Regions from separate parts of the Mus musculus genome. Here region 1 is linked to region 2. Evidence: chromatin contacts called from public HiChIP or PLAC-seq data. All regions are on one chromosome and are shown on one strand. The core of a region is the stretch at or near the end of the contact, and the rest is flanking DNA. Distances in the headings are between cores, read along the strand shown.

Region 1 (3,474 bases), core at 751-3,250, 310 kb before region 2:
TTTGTGTCAATGCAACAATAAATTATTTAAAGTTATTTTTCTCTCTACTCTAAGAGGAAACAACTCTCCAAAAACTTGTCTGCATCTCAGGAATGTAGTGTTATTTTATCCCAATGGAGAAGAATGATTTTTTTTTTGCCTTATTTATGGCTGGCACTTTTATGTTTTTTGACTTACATAATCACTCTCTCACCATGATACCATTTACATTTCCTGAGAAAGGTTGAGATAATTTACTATTGATGGGAAAGTCATTAACTCTTACTGATGCGAAGAATCAGACTCATGACTCCTGTTAGTGTTAATTTTACTGAACAATAATGTAGAAATCAGGACTTGCATAAAAATCATCTGCAGTCTATTTCAAACTTTAACAGTGCTCACATGTATTCATATATTCAATTATTAACTTGCACAACAGGATGGAAGTTACAAATTTGAGCAAAATATACAAAACATACTCTATTTTTGATGCTAAGTGCTCACTTGGACCAAGAAGGGTACAGGGTGATGGTTTAGCTAACATATTATGAGGAGCGTGCCAATCCGCCTTAGAATCTACACATACATTTAAAAAGACAGTGAGTTATAAAAGTTGAGCCATTGGAGAACTTACCTCTAGGTAGAGTAGTAATATCATTCTGACCTATAGTGTTAGGCTTTCCACTTGTCACGATGATGGTAATGCAAGCCGGAAATAAAATTGAGCACCTGGAGATCATTCTTCTCCCTGTTTCATTGTCTAAGCCACGCAGCCTATTGTGCTGAAGTTTAGATATGCCAGTGATTCTCTTACTATCACTTCAGTCACTGTCACAAACTCACAAAAGAGATTTTCAACACTTGAAACTCTTTCTCTGGCCAGACACCCCAAAAATACAGCATCCTCTGAAATGTCCGACACAAGCACCTCCTTGAAAGATTTACCCATCACCTTCCAAGAGAACTCCAACAGGTTAAACTTCTAATATCCTCAATCCGATCTCTTTTCAAATATCTTGAGGGAACCTGAGAGTGTAAGGGTCAAGCCTACATCTGATTTTAATTATAGGACACTGTATTGGGATACCTCAGGGACCTTTTTTCTTCAAGTTACAGCATATGTTATTCTTAAAGGTGGAAAGGCTATTTTCTGCCTCCATACCACAGAAAACGCACTCTTGCAACATGTTGATTGTTTGATGTTTTTATTGTGGATGAACTACTAAGGAAAAATTTCTGTAAGGAAAACTTTATTTTAGTGTCATAATGTCTTTAAATGGTAAAATAATTAGCAAATGGTTGACTTACACTAAGCCTTCAAAGACAAAGAGATCATGTCTTTAGTTTTTAAAAAGAGCAATACAGCCGTTCCATTTTCTATTAAGAAATGTTGATGAAAGTAAACTTTAATTCTTGGGCACAGAAGAAAAATCGCTCAGATGCATATGTATAAATATATATGCACATATTTGTACTGCAGTAGGGGAATATATGAGCTCTAGATGAAGGTCTCCTCTTGAAATAAGTTGTATATGCATCTGAGTGACTTTATTGTTTAGGATCTATTTGGATACCCAGTTCAAGCCACAAAGCACTAATCACTAAAGCTAACCTCTTGGTAGAGTAATAATACCATGCTGCCCTATGCAGCCAGCCTTTTCACTTGCCACAATGATGTTTCTTAATGTAAGGTGGAAATGAAACAGAATCTGGTGCATATTTTTGTTGTTCTTATTGCTTCTATGCAGTACAGCATATTGTACTGATATTTACTTGTCTCCCCCTGAGAAGAAAAGGGGGTCAAAAGCGGGCCACTGACATACCGTTCCGAGAACAACCACAGAATGTTCCAGACCTAAGTCATCGCCAGATGTCCTGACCACACCCTGATACCACCAAGTTCCTGCTTCCCCGTGTAGCTGCCAAAAGAAAAATTTCTATTGCCCCACCCCTCCCACTGATAAATACTTCCCCTTTTGCTTGTGCAATTCTACTGCCCCACCCCTCCTACTGAAAGGCACTTCCCCTTTTGCTTGTACATTTAAGCCTTGGGCCTTGCTCAATACATTGGGACCTTGATGTTACTCAGACTGCTTCCATGTGTCATTCATTACACAAGGTTCTTGTCTCTCTCTACCCCCCCCCCCATTTGGTTCTTAGGAGAAGGTCCCCTCGAGACCCTCAAATAACTGGACCTGCTGGACGGGTCACTAACAGACTGAATACATAAACAGGATTCAGAATTTTGCTGCATTCAGGAAACCCACCTCAGTGACAAAGACAGACACTACCTCAGAGAGAAAACTTGGAAAACAATTATTCAAGCAAATAGTCCAAAGAAACAAGCTGGAGTAGCCATTTTAATATCGAATAAAATCGACTTTCATCCAAAAGTTGTCAGAAAGGATAGGGAAAGACACTTCATACTTGTCAAAGGAAAAATCTACCAAAGTTAACTCTCAATTCAGAACAACTATGCTCCAAATTCAAGGGTAACCACATTCATAAAAGAAACTTTACCAAAGCTCAAAACACACATCACACCTCGCACAATAATAGTGGGAGACTTCAATACTCTACTCTCAGCAATGGACAGATCACGAAAACAGAAACTAAATTGAGACACAGTGAAACTAAGAGAAGTTATGAACCAAATGGATCTAACAGATATTTATGAAACATTTCATTTTAAAGAAAAATAATATACATTCTTCTCAGCACCTTATGTACCTTCTCCAAAATTGGCCATATAATTGGTCACATAAAAGGCCTCAAAAGAAACAAGAAGACTGAAATAATCCCATGCACCCTATCAAATCACCACAGACTTAGACTGGTCTTGAATTAGAAAAATCAAACAAACAAACCTGAAAACACACATACAAATGGAAGCTTAACAATGTTCTACTCAATGATAACTTGGTCTAGGAAGAAATTAAAGACTTTTTAGAATATAATAAAAATGAAGACACATCTTACCAAAACTTTTGGGGCACAATGAAAGCAGTGGTAAGAGGAAAATTCACAGCTCTAAGTGCCTCCAAAAAGAAACTGGAGAAAGCATTAACTAGCAGCTTGACAGCAAACCTGAAAGTGCTAGAACAAAAAGAAGCAAATACACTCAAGGGAGGAGATGGCAGGAAATAATCAAACTCAGGGCCGAAATCAACCAAATGGAAACAAAAGAACTATAATAATAACAAAATAATAATAATAATAATAATAATAATAATAATAATAATAATAATAAAACAACCAGGAGCTGGTTCTTTGAGAAAATCAGCAATATAGATAAACCCTTAGCCAAACTAACCAGAGGGCACAAAGTAAGTATCTGAATTAATAAAATCAGAAATGAAAAGGGAGACATAACAAGAGAAACCATGATATTTAAAAAAAATCATCATGGGCTGGTGAGATGGCTCAGTGGGTAAGAGCATCCGACTGCTCTTCCGAAGGTCCAGAGTTCAAATCCCAGCAACCACATGGTGG
Region 2 (3,459 bases), core at 233-2,732:
AAATAACTCTTTCTCCAGGCCTACTAACTCCCTTTGAGAGGACTGTAGCATGTATAACTTGCTATCATTAATTCTTTTTCTTCGTTTCATTTCATTAACGCTGGGCTCCTATACATGATTCATAAGCTTTTCCAGTTTTCTCCAATTCATTTGGGGAAAAAAATCCAAGCAACACTCATACAGCAGAAAAGCATCCAGGCATTAAGAGATTCCAAGCTATGCTTCAGTGTGGCAATTTGACTGACCATATCCTTGGGTGATGCAGCAAGAAGAGGCAAACCTGGCAGCTCCTGCCAATGGTTCACAGCACCGGAAGTGAGTGCCTTTCCCACTCGGATATGGCCTTCTTTGCTTAGGCCAGAGGAACCATTGAAGCTCATTTCAGCGACTTCCCCAGGAAAAGCAGAGAAAAGACAAGAAGCCCCATGAGCAACAGTGGGACAGCGAGCTCGCGCTCTGTCTGGGGCCCAGCGCCCCTTCTCACCTTGAATACCTGAAGCTCCTCCAGTACGACCTCTTCCATATTCCACTTCTCCTTGGAGATGCTCACAACTTTCAGGACTGTTCCAATGTCTGAAAAAAAAAATGACCCATAACCCCACTGCTTTCACTTCAATATTTAGTTGAATGCATATTTCTGGAAATTTCCCCACTTTTAATGTATCTGGTCAAATAAATTAGTGAGAAATGAAGACTACTTATATGATGTTGCCCTTCCAAAATAGACACTTACATATAAAGAGACTAAAAGATTATATTAAAAATACTTTTAACTACATATATATGGCTAATTTAAATATTGATTAAAATAACCGAGGTGAAATAAATGTATTTTTATTTTTGAATGGGAAACTATGCTAAAATTATATATATAATTTATGATATACATATGATATATATTCCCTGCCATAAGATTTCCCTGCAATACTAAGATTTACCTAGTAATTATATCTGATTTATTATAACAGTAGTATATATAGTCTTTTTTAAAATGTTAACAATTGCCCAGCAAACACTGACAATCTTTCCTTGAAGAAACTAACCCTAAGTTCAGATAATGATTGTTAACGAGATAAAAATTAAAATTTATTCAAATGACTTCAGTTCAAACTCAAAAGAAAATACAAGTTTAATGATGTGCAACAAAAGTTATGCTTAGGAAAGATATCTTAAATTTTGTTATAGTGAGTACAGTGTGAGTGTGTAGCATTCGAGCATAGAAAGATAATAAAAACACACTAGAAAAAACTAAAATGGATCTGTCAATCTGCAATTAATCCATTGAAAATACATCTTTAGATTTCAGCAGTAGGCCTGGAGAATAGGGACAGATAGTGATACCACTATATGTAGAAAATGCCTAGATTATTTAATTTTTAAAAATCACTCTAGGATGTTCAAAACTGTTAAATACATTTTACAGTACAAAACTTTTAAAATAATCATATTTTTCTGAGGAAAGGTTAGGCAGTACCACCTAGTGGCTGAGGGCTGCCTATGATAGTGAGCTGTTACCAGCCTGTGGCTGAGGGCTGCCTACGATAGAGAACTGTTACCAGCCTGTGAGTGAGCTTTGCCTGGACAGAACAATTAAATTTAGCTCATGAGAGTTAATAGGAGACTAATTAAAGTCCTGACCCTTAGGTAGTCATTGCTGCATTCTCAGAAATGGAACATCTCTTAGATTATCTGTTTTGCACTTGCCCTCTATGATATCATTAGGCCTCACAGGAGCTGTTTACTGGCCCTAGGAGTTACTACATGGTCCTTCTCATAATAAGCCTAAATTTGCAGAACCGTGATAGTGCTTAAGGGCTAAATAATTCTAAAATCATTTTATATTCTAAAGAACCTGTTCCAATAAAATAACAACTAAAACTCCTCAAAGAACACATATACTATAGGATGAAGTCCTAAGGGTACACGTTGTCTTTTCTGTCCCAGAACACTGTTGTTGCATAACATTTTTCTTAATTTAGAAATCACCAAATATGCAACATTATTTATGTAAAATGTATGTGCATATATGTATGCATATATGTGTCTCTCTATTTACACATATGTATATATATATATATATTCCTTATCATTTAAAAGCATATAATATACAATTTAAAAATGTTGGCAAACTATTAGCTGATGTTTATTTGTATCATGTGTGTGTGTGACACACACACACAAACACACACATATATATATATATATGTGTGTGTGTGTATATATATATACATATCAATATGTATCTATTGGCAGATAGACAAACAGTCAGATATAGAGACAGACCGACAGATAGGTCCATTACTATTCCTTAGGATAGTCTTGGACTTGTGATTTTCCTCTTTAGCCTAAAATTATAGGTTTTCATTATCACACTTGACCAAAAACATGTTATTTTGATCATATTTTAATTACAAAGTTGACACACAATAAACTGTATTAATAAGAATCCAACAAGTTAATTTTTAAAATAATTTATTTATATTTATTTTATGTGCATGAGTGTTTTGGTTGTATGTATGCATACATGAGGGTGCCAGATCTGGAGGTACAGACAGTTGTGAGCTGCTATGGTCATGCTGAGAATTGAATACAGGTCCTCTGGAAGAGGAGTTAGTGCTCTTAAGTGCTGAGTCATCTCTCCAGTCTCCACAAAATTAACTTTAATCTTCAAAATTCATGGACAAGAAAGTAAACTTCCAAGAAGTTTTATTTGAAAGCATTTACCAAGTAATGCTTAATGATTCTAAGAACTGTCTGTAGGCTAACAAGTCTCTGATTTCCAGGCTAGTGAACGGAGAATTATGGATAGAATTTCCCAGCATCCGGTTGTAGCAACAACAGGTAAACATGGAGACACAGCCTCACCTTACTTACTTTTATTCCTCCATGATTAGACAGATACGTTTTGAGCAACTAGTCTGGAACAGTGTGAAAAACATCGACAATATATGCATTTTAAAACTTCAGTGTGGATGGCAGACATTGCTGATCATTATTTAAATGTACCACCTATACAAGTTCAGGAAAAGCTGGCAAGGTATTACTTAATATTTATTTGACTTTGGATGACAAACATTTTGCAGGTTTTTGTTTTATTTCTCCATTAACAAATAGTTTCTTTGGTTGAAAGTGTGGTCTGATCATACCTGTTCCGAGAAACATGACATCATACTGCCCGTCTTCAGCGACCACGTGATCCACCACTATCTGCGTCAGTCTGTAATCCACGTTGATTCTCTTGAAGGTCGGTGCTCCTGCCACTGGGTACACGGACTTATACATCACAGGGTGCCGCCTTATGAAACTGATAACATCGTCTGGAAAGTCTCGGGTGGACTTAATCAGTGGGTCATAGGTTTTGCTTGGACACTGAAAAGAAAGGTGCACAGGAATAAACACGCTACCTACACACCAGAAAGGTTCGTGCCATGGATAAGACTAAGCAGATGACAGAGCAGT

Evidence for each region. HiChIP or PLAC-seq counts read pairs in DNA pulled down with a chosen protein or histone mark.
Region 1: a RAD21 HiChIP or PLAC-seq map of pro-B cells shows a contact between it and region 2, with 4 times the contacts expected there. The contact joins two enhancer-like sites. A contact is called at or near these places in 1 of 15 datasets of contacts at CTCF or cohesin (pro-B cells), 8 of 484 Hi-C or Micro-C datasets (the C10 cell line, the G1E-ER4 cell line, adipose-derived mesenchymal stem cells and 3 more), 5 of 115 datasets of contacts at active chromatin or transcription factors (all in embryonic stem cells) and 1 of 9 other capture datasets (embryonic stem cells).

The regions. Positions count from the first base shown.
Region 1 is chr5:12,876,282-12,879,755 of GRCm38.p6, reverse strand. No RefSeq gene overlaps it. Among named protein-coding and RNA genes, the nearest start is that of Gm52804, 270 kb to the left of the region's middle. Within about 2 kb of position 2,000, at least 26 of the 459 cell types and tissues checked have an H3K27ac peak or open chromatin away from gene starts, as enhancers often do. A contact at or near this core is called in pro-B cells, where this site is marked.
Region 2 is chr5:12,563,059-12,566,517 of GRCm38.p6, reverse strand. Sema3d (sema domain, immunoglobulin domain (Ig), short basic domain, secreted, (semaphorin) 3D) reads right to left here. Exons shown (of 18, transcript NM_028882.4): 12 at 3,147-3,369; 13 at 485-573. Among named protein-coding and RNA genes, the nearest start is that of Sema3d, 180 kb to the right of the region's middle. Within about 2 kb of position 1,482, at least 2 of the 459 cell types and tissues checked have an H3K27ac peak or open chromatin away from gene starts, as enhancers often do. A contact at or near this core is called in pro-B cells, where this site is marked.